Regions from separate parts of the Mus musculus genome. Here regions 1, 2 and 4 are each linked to region 3. The links are chromatin contacts, called in public Hi-C maps. All regions are on one chromosome and are shown on one strand. Each heading gives the region's core, a stretch centred on a gene start, on an enhancer-like site or on the middle of the called end of the contact. The rest is flanking DNA. Distances are from core to core; before and after follow the strand shown. Region 1 has its middle 200 kb from the start of Zfat. Region 2 overlaps Zfat (zinc finger and AT hook domain containing). Region 3 has its middle 260 kb from the start of 1700012I11Rik. Region 4 overlaps Zfat (zinc finger and AT hook domain containing).

The links. A called contact is a pair of places that touch in the nucleus more often than the background predicts.
Region 1: a Hi-C map of bone marrow-derived macrophages shows a contact between it and region 3, with 15 read pairs. The contact joins two enhancer-like sites.
Region 2: a Hi-C map of bone marrow-derived macrophages shows a contact between it and region 3, with 18 read pairs. The contact joins two enhancer-like sites. A contact is called at or near these places in 2 of 484 Hi-C or Micro-C datasets (bone marrow-derived macrophages and nephron progenitors) and 1 of 115 datasets of contacts at active chromatin or transcription factors (fibro-adipogenic progenitors).
Region 4: a contact with region 3 is called in a Hi-C map of bone marrow-derived macrophages, with 12 read pairs. The contact joins two enhancer-like sites. A contact is called at or near these places in 1 of 484 Hi-C or Micro-C datasets (bone marrow-derived macrophages) and 1 of 115 datasets of contacts at active chromatin or transcription factors (embryonic fibroblasts).

Annotation. Positions count from the first base shown.
Region 1 is chr15:68,057,134-68,060,066 of GRCm38.p6, forward strand. No RefSeq gene overlaps it. Among named protein-coding and RNA genes, the nearest start is that of Zfat, 200 kb to the right of the region's middle. Within about 2 kb of position 1,643, at least 2 of the 459 cell types and tissues checked have an H3K27ac peak or open chromatin away from gene starts, as enhancers often do. A contact at or near this core is called in bone marrow-derived macrophages, where this site is marked.
Region 2 is chr15:68,085,349-68,088,367 of GRCm38.p6, forward strand. The region is part of intron 15 of Zfat (zinc finger and AT hook domain containing); the gene reads right to left. Among named protein-coding and RNA genes, the nearest start is that of Zfat, 170 kb to the right of the region's middle. Within about 2 kb of position 1,288, at least 28 of the 459 cell types and tissues checked have an H3K27ac peak or open chromatin away from gene starts, as enhancers often do. A contact at or near this core is called in bone marrow-derived macrophages, where this site is marked.
Region 3 is chr15:67,480,419-67,483,319 of GRCm38.p6, forward strand. No RefSeq gene overlaps it. Among named protein-coding and RNA genes, the nearest start is that of 1700012I11Rik, 260 kb to the left of the region's middle. Within about 2 kb of position 1,468, at least 42 of the 459 cell types and tissues checked have an H3K27ac peak or open chromatin away from gene starts, as enhancers often do. A contact at or near this core is called in bone marrow-derived macrophages, where this site is marked.
Region 4 is chr15:68,174,078-68,177,201 of GRCm38.p6, forward strand. The region is part of intron 7 of Zfat (zinc finger and AT hook domain containing); the gene reads right to left. Among named protein-coding and RNA genes, the nearest start is that of Zfat, 83 kb to the right of the region's middle. Within about 2 kb of position 1,789, at least 16 of the 459 cell types and tissues checked have an H3K27ac peak or open chromatin away from gene starts, as enhancers often do. A contact at or near this core is called in bone marrow-derived macrophages, where this site is marked.

The sequences.
Region 1 (2,933 bases), core at 393-2,892, 580 kb after region 3:
TTTGTAATTTGCCCTAAGATTACATCCCTATGCCAGAGATGTAGAAAGAATTTATGCCCAGAACTTGTGCTGGCTTCTTTTATGTCTCTCATTTGTAAGATTTTGCCCATCACTTAGAGATATGGTAATTGTTCCAATTCAGTCATCTTAATCTCTTAGCTAGTAAGAGATACTTGGAGTATCTCTTTAAATATTTACCAACCTGAGACTCGAGATTGGAACCTGACCTTAAGGGCAAAGCTGTAGGTTCCAAAGATGCTCAGAGCTGATTTTTTTCCACCCCCAGGATTCTAGACTCTCGGTTCTACCTATTTTATTCCTATGCAAAGCTTACTTTTCTTTTACTATAATATTTAATCCAGAGTTTCTAATCATTTTTTACTCCAGGATTGACCCAGGAGAAGTGACTCCATGTCTACCTACCAGAAGCAAACTTTCAGCTGCAGGTAACTGTGATCTCTTATCAGAGCCTTGGCCCTTGATCTCATTGTAGCTACCATTCAAAGAGCCAACAACCACAAACATTAGGGAAGGACAACTGGAGACCTCTATTGATTGCTTAACTGAGGGGCTGAATCAATGAATTGTGCCAAGTATCAAGTGTTAGGGTCTCAGCAACCAATAGGTACAATTGTAACAAGGCTCTGATCGACGCAGACTTATTGACTGCTTACAGCCTGGTGCTGTGGGAAATGTCTGTGGAGACTGGCATAAGGAGCCAGAGACCAGTGATGTGCAAGGATTATACATCTGTGCTCAGAATTAGGTTGGGAAAACATCTCCCCATCCCAGTAATTTGTCACAATTTGAATATCTTTACAAGCTCAGGGAACGTTCACAGACCTTGCAGCAGGGCTGGGGAGGCCTTTAAGAAATATTGTTACCTAGAGCCACTGGGTGTTAGAAGGTATGTTCCTGTAAGGACAACATCCTGGTATATTTTATTAGGAATAGATGATGGAACAATTTATCACCTAAAACAAGGCACTTCTGAGAATGAAGAAAATCCTGGTAATAATTATCCCAGGGAAAAATAGTGTAGAACTGTTATTGACCCAGGAAAACTGGCATGTTCTACACACTGAGCAGTGTCGAGCATGCCTGTTCTTCTACACGTATGCTGGGTCATCTGTTCCTTGTGTCCTGTAAGTAATGAAGTCATGGATGGTACAGTAGGCCCTTAGCTTTCTTGTATACAAGCTTAGATCAAAGGCCAGGGGCAGAGCAGCCTGAAAAGGTGGTCACAAGCACTAAGGGAACTAATAGCTAGAAATGAATACAATGATCTCAGTTTAAAGCTGAGTTTAAATTATTATGATTAAATGTTAGTGCCAAAGGATCTGGAAAAATGTGGGCTTAAGTCAAATAGAAGCCAATGTCTAAGGAACATTGAGTGGAAAAAGGTTCATGCTGTACAATGGCAATTCTCCAAATTGTGATATTCTAATTAGTGTAATTTATTCATTCAACAAACATGCATTGAGCAAAGTCACTCTGTTAGGGTTGAAGCATATTGTAGCAGTTTGAAGGCACACCCAGATTTTAGGGATCAGGGCCTCATCTTAGGAACTAGAGCATCATGAACCACAGGAGTCAGAGCTCCATGGCAGTTGCTGAAGTTCAGCTTCAGGATGCACATTAAGCAGAAAACTGATGACTAAACAGGAACTGGGACTGAACTTGGGTTATAATAAAAAGCATACAGGATCACAATAGGAAGCATGTGCAGTTACAATAGAAAGAGTGCATAGTCACAATAGAAAGCCCTAACAACCACAGTAGAAAGCATGCAGGGTCACAGTAGGAGGCACGCATGGTCACAACAGGAAGCTTGCAGGATCACAGCAGAGAGCAAGCAAACTTAAAATGGAAAGCATGTATGGGGCATGAAAACGATAGAAAGTATGTATGATCATAGCCAAAAGCACGCACAATCACAACAGAATGCATACATGATCATGACAGAGAATGGACACAGTTACAATAGAAAGCATGCTCAACTATGTTTGTAGCAGCTTTCATAATAGTCAGCAACTGGAAAGTTCCTAGATATACCTCAACCAAAGAATGGATTAAAACAAATGATACATTTACCCAATGGAATATTACTCAGCTGTTAGGAAAAAAATGATATCATGAAATTTTCAGGCAAATAGATTGCAACTAGAAAAAGATTATCACAATGAGGCAATCCAGACTCAGAAAGACAAACATGATATATATTCACTTATAGGTGGATATTGGCTGTTAAGTAAAGGACAATCACACTGCAATCCACAGACCTAGAGAGGCTAAGTAACAGGAAGAGATTTAAGGGAGAGACATGGACTTTCCTGGGAAGGGGAAATAGAATAGATTTGGGGGGTGGATTGGGACAGATGTGGATGGGAACAGAAGGGGGTCATGCTTGGGGGGGGGGAGAGGAAGAGGGAGGGAGGGAGGGAGGGAGGGAGAGAGAGAGACACAGAGACACAGAGACACAGAGAGAGAACAGAGAGAGAGAGAACAGAGAGAGGGGACAGAGAGAGAACGGGAGTAAACTTAGGAGGTAATACAGAAACCTAGTACAGTGGACTCTTCCTCCAACCTATGAGAGTGAACTTGGCAAGGACTCCCAGTAATAAAAGAAAGGGAGCATGAACTTGCCATCTTCTGTAATCAGATAAGGCTTCCAGTGGTGGGACCAAGACAACAACCCAGCCACAAAACCTTTGACCCACACAGCCTGTCCTGCCTGCATGATGTGCTAGGGCAATGGTGGCTTAGTGCTTAAGGGGTGGCCAACCAATGTTTGGTTTAACTGGAGACCTAAGCCACAAGAGGGAGCTCATCCTGACACTGCCTGATGGCCAGGAACTACAACGTGTATGGCCCAGTATTGACCTAAAGTAGAACCAAACACAACTGACAAAAAAATAATAATCAATGAAATG
Region 2 (3,019 bases), core at 38-2,537, 600 kb after region 3:
GGATGCACTGAGCAGGTATGAATGTCAGTTCCAGCACTTCCAGGAAGCCTGGGCAAGATGCTCTACAATCTTTGGCTTGCCCAAAGTAAAAGAAGGACCAGCATACCTACCTTAGAAAGACTAAGTAGGGAAGGTTCAGCTCATAGAGACTGTGGGGGGAGAGATTAGAGGGGGAGACAGCTGTGGGTGCAATCTGGGCATCTTGATGTTAGATGCTAAAAGAAGATTATGACAGAGAGAATTCAGTAGCTGTAAAGCTATTCTGAGAGAAAACTGCTAACTTATCTAGCCATTTCTGTATGTATAAACCAAGACAACCCAAGACATTTATTTCCTTTTACTATTTATTTCCATTTCATTTATCTGCAAAAATGCACCAAAACCAAGGCTGTGGAGGTAAATATTAATTTCTTTCGTTGAAAGACAGTACCTAACGGGAGAATAGGATGCTGCAAACCTCCTCCCTCACCTGATAGCAAACTATGAGGAGGAAGGAAGGAGGGTGGGTGATAAACATTGAGGTCCTCAGGAAACATGTCCACAAACTACAGTGCATGCCAGGTAAGTGTGGTGGTACCATGTGGTGAGCAGAAGGAGAGAGCCACAATGAGCTCATGTGATATACCCGGCTGTACTCAGTATGGCAGGGTGAAGGCTGCAGGGAAGGGCAGATGAGGTTTAAAGCGATGTTTGCAATGAGCTCTTCAGATCTAAGTGCCTTAGCAGCTCACACACAGACCAAGCCTTTATTTCATAAAGCAAGGCAGACATTTCTGAGAAGTCCAGGCCTCCGCCCATCTACGCTCGCTCTCTTACCATCCTGCTGAACATTTCTATTTTGTCTGCTACCTTTTCTAGGTGCTGAAGTCCATTTAAGAGAACCCTTTTCCCATTTGTTTTTTGTCTTTAATATCTAGCCCCAGGTTGGTCTTGTCACCAAAACCTGTACTACATTCGTCTGTCTATTGATTCTTATGCATGGAACATCACAATGGATCATCAGGAAAGGTGACAGACGATGCTAGCTGTGCATTTCACTGAAGTCCTAGCATAAGCACGTGTTAGGTTAAGCAGGTCAAGCTAACTTGGTGCTCCCCAAGTCCACCTTCTCCACATACTTAGGAGCTCCACAGTGAGGATGAGCCAGAGGCAAGGAGCTGCTTTACAGAGGGGCTTATGAGCCTTTGGGATATGTGCGCTCCTCAAGCATTCTAAGTGTGACCTGCTCATTCTGCTTTTCTGCCATTTCTGTAGGCATGCACTGCCTACCCTGCTCCCACAGAAGTCAACAGCTGTTTCCTGCTGTGGTTACTGAACACTCCCTCAAGCCTCACTCCAGTTCCTCATACATACTACCTGTTCCCTCTTCACAAATGGCATCGTGAAGCCCCTAGGGTCCAGTGACTCAACTAAGGTCAAGCAGCTCACAAAGAGCAAACGCTGGACCCGGTGTGCATGAGTGGAACCTAGAGCTCGTTCTTCCTCAGCTGGCGAGCGTGGCAGTGACTAACGATATCACATGCCCCAGATTGATAGGGTAGAATTATTGCTCTTTAGCCATCCGAGGCAGACAAAGGTTAGCTTGTACAGCTCTAACCATTCTCTTTGTTCAAAATGATCACTCCAGCAGTTTAATCTATTAGCACAGGCTTAAAATTGTTCTCTGTCGCAGAAATAATATGGCTTTCACAGTGTCATTACCCCCTGAGATGGATATTCTATGTCTCCCAATGCTGCATCTAACATGTCTGTCAGCTAAATTATTAGCAGCACAGAGAGTCTAATAGAAAACCTTAATCCATGGGACTGCATAAATTATTCACAACATCAGGTCCTATGTTCAGTACTTCTGCTCACCTCAGATGTTCCAGAATGATGCTAGTGACCTATCCTTGGCAGATCTATTGCTGCTGGAGAGCAGCTTCCTGTGGAGACCCTGTCTCTTTCTTCACCTTCATCTCATGGTCCGCTCTGCAGCATGGATGGATATTTTGATATGTCATGTCATCTGGGATCTTCCAATCACTCCACTCGTTCCATATTCCTCACCTCTCCTTCCTTCTCACCCTTCTTCAGCTTCCTCTCCACTGTCTATATAAAATCCATCCCCACAAGCTTAAATCCTCTCCTTCCCAACTTTCAAGAAAGTCTCAGATATTGCTCTTGCTCACAGACCCTCAAGGAAGATGCAGCCTGCGTCACTCCCCAGGCCTTTATGACCCCAAATTGGTTTTGTGTTACAGTCCACCTCTAAGTTCTCTAAGCAGACTTATAGCATCTGGGGAGAACAGCAATACTTGGTGTGCAGATAAGCATCAGTGTTTATTTACCCTAGCCATCACTCCCCACAGCATCTGAAGGATCTTAGCACCCAAGTCTCAGGGAGTGTGGGGCTCAGGAAAGATGGAAAGCTGTCTGCAAGGTACTACACTTAACACAGCCATGGATGGCCAAGCAGAGGATAAGGCCACACCCAGGTTCCTGTGCTTCTGGTGGACATGAGCTTCAGGTAATTAATTACTCCAACCCAAAACTGAGCCAAAAGGGCAGCAGGTGGTTGGACCACCACACAGCCTCTCCCCTAGTCTCTTATCAGTTTCTTGGGCTGGATCTCATTTTATTATCTCTTTAATAAGAGTACACCGAAAGACTCCATGCCCTCAGTCATCCCTCACGATCATACAACAGAGAGCAGGACCAACAGCATAGTCCTCTGGACTGGGCACAATCTATATTGTATCCTCAGCACCCAACATTGGCCAAGAGAAAACTATGAGGAGTTAGCTGCCTTGTCCTACAGAAAGACCACAGAAAAGGGGTGGTCCACTGGAAGCCTGCAGTGAGTACTTCTTCCCTCTTGGCAGCTCTTGGCCTTCGGCTCACAGCCCTCAGCACCTTCAGAGTCTCAACCTGAGCACATGTTCTTCTGTTCGAGACGACACTAACTACTACCTCCTGGGGCACCAAAACAGCCCAGAGACACGGTCAATGACGCAGACATATGGCAAACCAAGATAAT
Region 3 (2,901 bases), core at 218-2,717:
TCAGGTTACAAATCATAGAGCTGGGTTTTAAAGTTTGGGTTTCATTACTAAAATACATAAATGGGAGGGGACATTTAGAGAGTCTCAAAGAGAATTGGGTATATATGCAGTCAACTTTGCAAGGGAGAAGCATTTTCTGTTTTTTTTTTACATGTATATTTTAAAATTTTTATTCTTTGCTTGTATATTAAATCCTGACCACAGTTTGCCCTCCTTCATCTCCTCCCAGCTTCCTCTCTCCCCCAGATCCACTCCTCCTCTGCTTCCCCCCAGAAAAGAGCAGGCCTTGCCTAAATATCAACCTAACATGGCATATCAAGTTACAATAAGACTAGGCACCTCCCCTCGTATTAAGGCTGAATGAGGCAACCCAGTGGGAGGAAAGGGTCACAAAAGCAAGGTCAAGAGACATAGACAGCCTCTGCTTCCATTATCAGGAGTCCAATAGCACACCAAGCTACACAACCATAACATATATGAATATGACCTAGGTCAGACCCTTGCAGGGCCCCTGATTGAGACCCTATGAACTCTGGTTAGTTGCTTCGGTGGGTTTTCTTGTGGTGTCTCTGAACTGTCTGGCCCCTACAGTCATGAGAAAGAAGAATGTCTGGTTTGAATGAAGATATGGGGGCACAGCTGTCACTATGTTACTCTCTGTTACTCCTGCCTCTCAGTAGCCATGAGGAAAGAGGTATTTTTGTGAAGACAGATGAAATGACGCCATTCGCATTACAGTTCTTGTTTCTGCCACTCCTTTTGATATTAACCTGCATTTGACTTTAACTTTTCTGCCACGGCCTCTGGGCCTCAGGATGGTATGGTTTTTTTGCTGGGTCTTGAGCAGAGAAAGATATAAGGAAAGTAGCATTTAAGAGTTTCTGGATTTCTTTTGGGAAATTTAATCAAGGTGCTCCACCCTCTGTGGTACAGAGGTTGAGATGGAAGAAGGTAGGTGGAAGATTGTGGCAAGGAGTAAATACACTGATGATGACTGGGAAACGTGGAAAGCAAGAAGGGGAATACTTCCCTTGTTCATACTTGTAAATACTATGTATATAAGTACTTATCTTTGGAGTTCTACTTACTACACGAAGATATTCAGATGATTTGAGACCATACTTGTCCTATTTACTTGACAGAATGCTTCTCTGGGTTCAGTGTGAGTAAACTTTCAGAAGGCAGTGAGTCAAGTGATAAAGCCAAGGCTGACACACTTAAGCATAGACACTGCCTGAATACCTCCCTGCCCTGTTCCATACAGTGTGAAAACAGATGGTGCTCAGAAAGGCTATTGCAAGCTATTTTATTGCTCCATCCATGCTTATTACATTGGAAGTGGCTCTTCTGTCTGGCTGACTTTTGGCCCTCCTCCGGAAGTTCTGTGCCAGTTTCATTGCTTCTACAGTTTAGGCCAAGTGACATGTAGGGTGTACCCTGGAAACTACTCCCAACTTCCTCAGAAAAACACTTCACTTTCAGAATGACTAAGGCAGCACCCGAGGTGCCATGGTCTGAATATGTGTGTCCTCTGTGGTAGTTATGTTGCAACTGAATCTCTAGTCCATCAGTACTGGGGGTGGAGCTTTAGGCAGGGATTAGGCAATGAAGGCCCTACACTCAGTGATGAGTTTAGCACCTTCTTAAAATGACTGGAGGGAATTATCTATACTCTTTGCCCATTTGTTTCTTTTGTCATATGAGGAGACATCCATTCCCACTGGAGAATGTACAAGAGAATCTAGGAAGTAGCCAAATTGGAAGCAGAGATTGGGTTATTGGCAGACAAAGAACCCAGTGGAACTTTCACTTTGACTTTCCAACCTCCAAAATGTCAAATAATATATTTTTATGGTGTATACTACACTTGTTATCCAGTCTCGGATATTTTAATAAAGAAATGAATTGACCAATACAATGGCCTTTAGTGCTAAGAAATAGCAGTGTCCTTTGCCTCGAAGGAAAGGGGTATAGGTCCCATTTTCTAGCATCCAGGACCTCTGATGGTAATACAGTCTCCAAAGAGATGTACTAAGAACTGTGTCTCTGTTTTGTACAAAGAACTTCCATGAGAGTCAAGCCTGATAAAGCTGTTTCCAAACTCCCTGATTTTTGTAGACTAATGTTTCACATCTTACTGACACCTAGGAGGCAAATCAAATTCTGACCCAGAGATGACTGTGGTAAAAATATCTCCACAGGATTGTTGGACTAATCTACACGAGGCTATACTACCCAAATCCGAGGTATATAGAGCAGCCTAAATTCCATGGACTTGTTGGATCTTTGAATGAGTATCTTCTTATATTTACTCATTGAGCTCTCCAGTGTCCCATGTCCTAGGCTTGGAGAAGAGAGAATACTAGAGTTAAGTTTCTTATTTTATGCAATTTACATTCTAAAGGAAAAAGAGACATTAACCTAGCTAGCAAATAATTGTAGTTAGTCCTCCATTTTTAGATGTTCCACATTCCTAGATTCAACCAATCATATGCCGAAAATATTTAGGAAAATTTTTGTACTGAAAGTGCACACTCTCCTATCATATTCTTTAAATTAGTTACAATATAGCAACTAATTGTAGAGTGTTTCATTTCAGTAGATAGCATAGGTAATCAAGAGATGATTTCAAATCTTCAGGAAAGTGTGCATAGGAGTTACACCTGAGTACTATGCTAATTAATATGAGAGACTTAAACATCTGAAGATTTCAGCATCCATTGTGGATCCCTGGACCAATCTACACTTTTTATTGATGGACAGCCAATATGTGACACACTCCAGTGGGTAATATTCTAAAGAGATTTCATGTCTGATAAAAACAAATAGAGATTACTGACTGCTTGTGCTCAAGAGAAAGAATAAGAGAGGCAGGACTGAAGAGAGGACATTCATCAGGGA
Region 4 (3,124 bases), core at 539-3,038, 690 kb after region 3:
CACCAAGAGTTAGCTCAAGTGCTATGAATGCAACCAGCAGCACTGAAGGCTCGATCCTGCTGTGCTCACCACTAAAACTGCACTTCAAATGCTCAGCAACTCAGAGAGTGAGGGAAACTCCACACAAGGGAGCACTGCCCAACCATAAAACGGAGCAGAACATGAAGCCTGCTATCACATAAATAAAGAAGGACACTAGTCGCACACAGTTTGTGACCCTTTTATGTAAAATGTTCGTGGACATAGGAAGTGTCTAGGGACAGAGAAGGGAGTGGTGACAGCAGACAAGAAAGCCTTCCTATGGGACAACAGATGCTTTTTCTAAAGTTGCTGATGGCTACATAATCGTGTGTAGACTAAATTCTACTAAACTTCACGTTGTAAAAGAATAAATTATACCTTATGCACATCACAAATCAATAGAACAGCTTAAAAACAACCTTCCCTGCAGATGTGAAGTATTTTAGAGCTAACACCTTCATTATCAGGTCAACAGTGTCTACATGAACAGAAGATTTGTCCCTGTGTGGTATCCTCAGCCACAGGACAGAAATAAATTACATCAGGCTCAAAAGACAAATATCACACAATCTCAAAAGCTGGAGGTTTTCAAAGAAGTCCTCTTCACTGCAGAGGCAATACAGTCGCCCACTTCAGGAACAAGTGCTCAGGCATGAAATCAAAGTATTCGCAGTTTGAATGGTCATTTCCCCCTCCCCCTTTCTTGTCCCGAACATCCTCAACCTCACAGTCACACTCCACAGCGGCTCACGCTGGCTGGGGAGGGCAGGGTGTTGACCCGCTAGCCTTCTCCTCCTACTGGTGATCTGTTCATCCACAGAAAGCAGAGTGCTCCTTGCAGCAAGGGACAGTCTTCCTTGTATCTGAAGTCCCCTTGCTAGCATGCACAGGCCAAAGCCTCCCACTTCAGAAGCAGCAACAAGTTACGTACCTTTAAGAGTACCTCGGTTATTAGTCCCCAGACTTACTGTATCTTGTTAGGCCACATGGGCGGTTATCCCTGGGAGGCCCAATATTTTTAAGGGAAACAAAAGAGCAGTTGATCTATAGAGAGGGTAGGCTGGGCGGGGGTGGGGATAGTGGGGAGGAAGGGTGGAGGCAGGGAAAATTGATATCTGGATGTAATGTATGAGAGAAGAAGAAAAGTTAAAAACCAACCAAACAAACAAACAAACAAACAAAGAGAGTTCTTCAATTGAACTGGGCAAGGTGGCTTCAACCTACAGTCCCAGATTTTAGGATGCCGAGGCCAGAGGAGTACTATGAATTTAGGCCAACCTGGGCTACAGAGTGAGGACCTGTTTTCAAAAACAACTTATCTCAATGGAAAGAATTACAAATACCAACAAGGGCAAAAGTAGAAATGAGACCCTAAGATCTTCTAAGAAAATGTGAGAACTAATGAGAAGCAAGACAGTATATCTCTTGTGACGTTTACTAAGCCACACTCCTTGCATCAGGATGTTATACTTCTCTAGGAGCAATGTGCAGATATTATTAACTCATGCAGCTTTCAGAATGGCTGCCACAGTAATACAGAAGTACTGTCTCCTGTCCCTACCTGGGCCATAGTCCACCTCTGCCACACTCCTTCAGAAGATGTACAAGTGTCCAAGAGCTTCATCACTAACACTGCTGACCCGCCAGCAGCCAGTGAAGAGCAATGGGCTGTGATAAGGCCATGGGATGCAATCTGCCAACCCTCACTCATGCCATAGCCACAGACAAAGTATTGCACAACAGAGACTTAGACACGAGACTCTACACAGTAGAGGAAGTGATTCCTAACAACTAGAGGGGACTTGGGAATTAAGTAAAAACACAAGGAAGTGACTACAAGATCAAGCCAGCAGCTTTCTGCCCCAAGGTTGGTCTCCCCAGAGCTTCTTCCACATTGCTAGAAGTGAGATCAGTGCTCGGAAAGAAGGTGCAATCACATTCCTCACCATGAAAGTAGAAAAGTGCTGTGTGACATTCCCTGGGGAGACGCAGACAAATGCTTACCCATTCCTTACAGGGGTCCAATGACAGAGCAAAGTGCATGTCAGTCAGAGACTAACCTGGAGAACCAATGAGTCTATTGGACTTCTTTATCTAACACAGGTGAGAGAGGGGTTACCCCAAAGGAGAAAAGTCTCACCTCAGAACCAATGACAACTAGCTAAACAGATGGAGTTCCAAGCATTTTGGTCAACACCCCGTACACACATACACACACACAATCTACACACTCTAGCATCCCCAAAGATCTCAAAGATATGTGTAGTTAGGGCTGAGTTATACACAGCTAGCTGCAGAGTACAGGAGACAGTAACTGTGACCAGGTGAGGGTCCAACGACCCTCTCTGTGCCCGTTTCTGTAAGAGAACATCAACATTCAATGTCACTGATCTCCAAGGGCCACTGCACTTAGCACAGCTGTTCAATGTCACTGATCTCCAAGGGCCACTGCACTTAGCACAGCTGTTCAATGTCACTGATCTCCAAGGGCCACTGCACTTAGCACAGCTGTTCAATGTCACTGATCTCCAAGGGCCACTGCACTTAGCACAGCTGTTCTGATGAATGTGTTGCTACCCTCAGAGGATAGCGTCTACAACAGCTGTTTATAAGTAAGAAGCAAAGCACACAAAGGCAAGACGAAAGACATCAGCTGCATACTCCTGATGCTCCCTCATGACCCTAGCGCTGTGGGATGTACACAAGAGACTGAGCATCAGCATCTAAGGAAGAAAACAACCAGGCTAGACGAGCAACTCCAGGCCATTCACAACTAACAGGCAAATTCTGCATGTGGAACAAGAGGCAGCCTAGGCTGCACAGTCAGATTTTCAGTGAACAATGGCTTAGCTCCTGTCGCCCATTTTACCTGAGTTCAGAAGCTCTAAGTCCAGAGCAGTGAGCTGCAAAACAATAGTCTATACCAAGCACTTAATGTCCTCCTTCACCTCACCCTCACCGCTCAGGTACACTGTGGCACAGATTATTTGCATTACTCATACCAAACACCAGGTAAGCAGTGGAGGAGTGAGGATTCAATCCATCCTTCTACCTTCCTAGCTTCCAACACCTCACTCGAAGGCTTCTCCTAACAAGAACATAT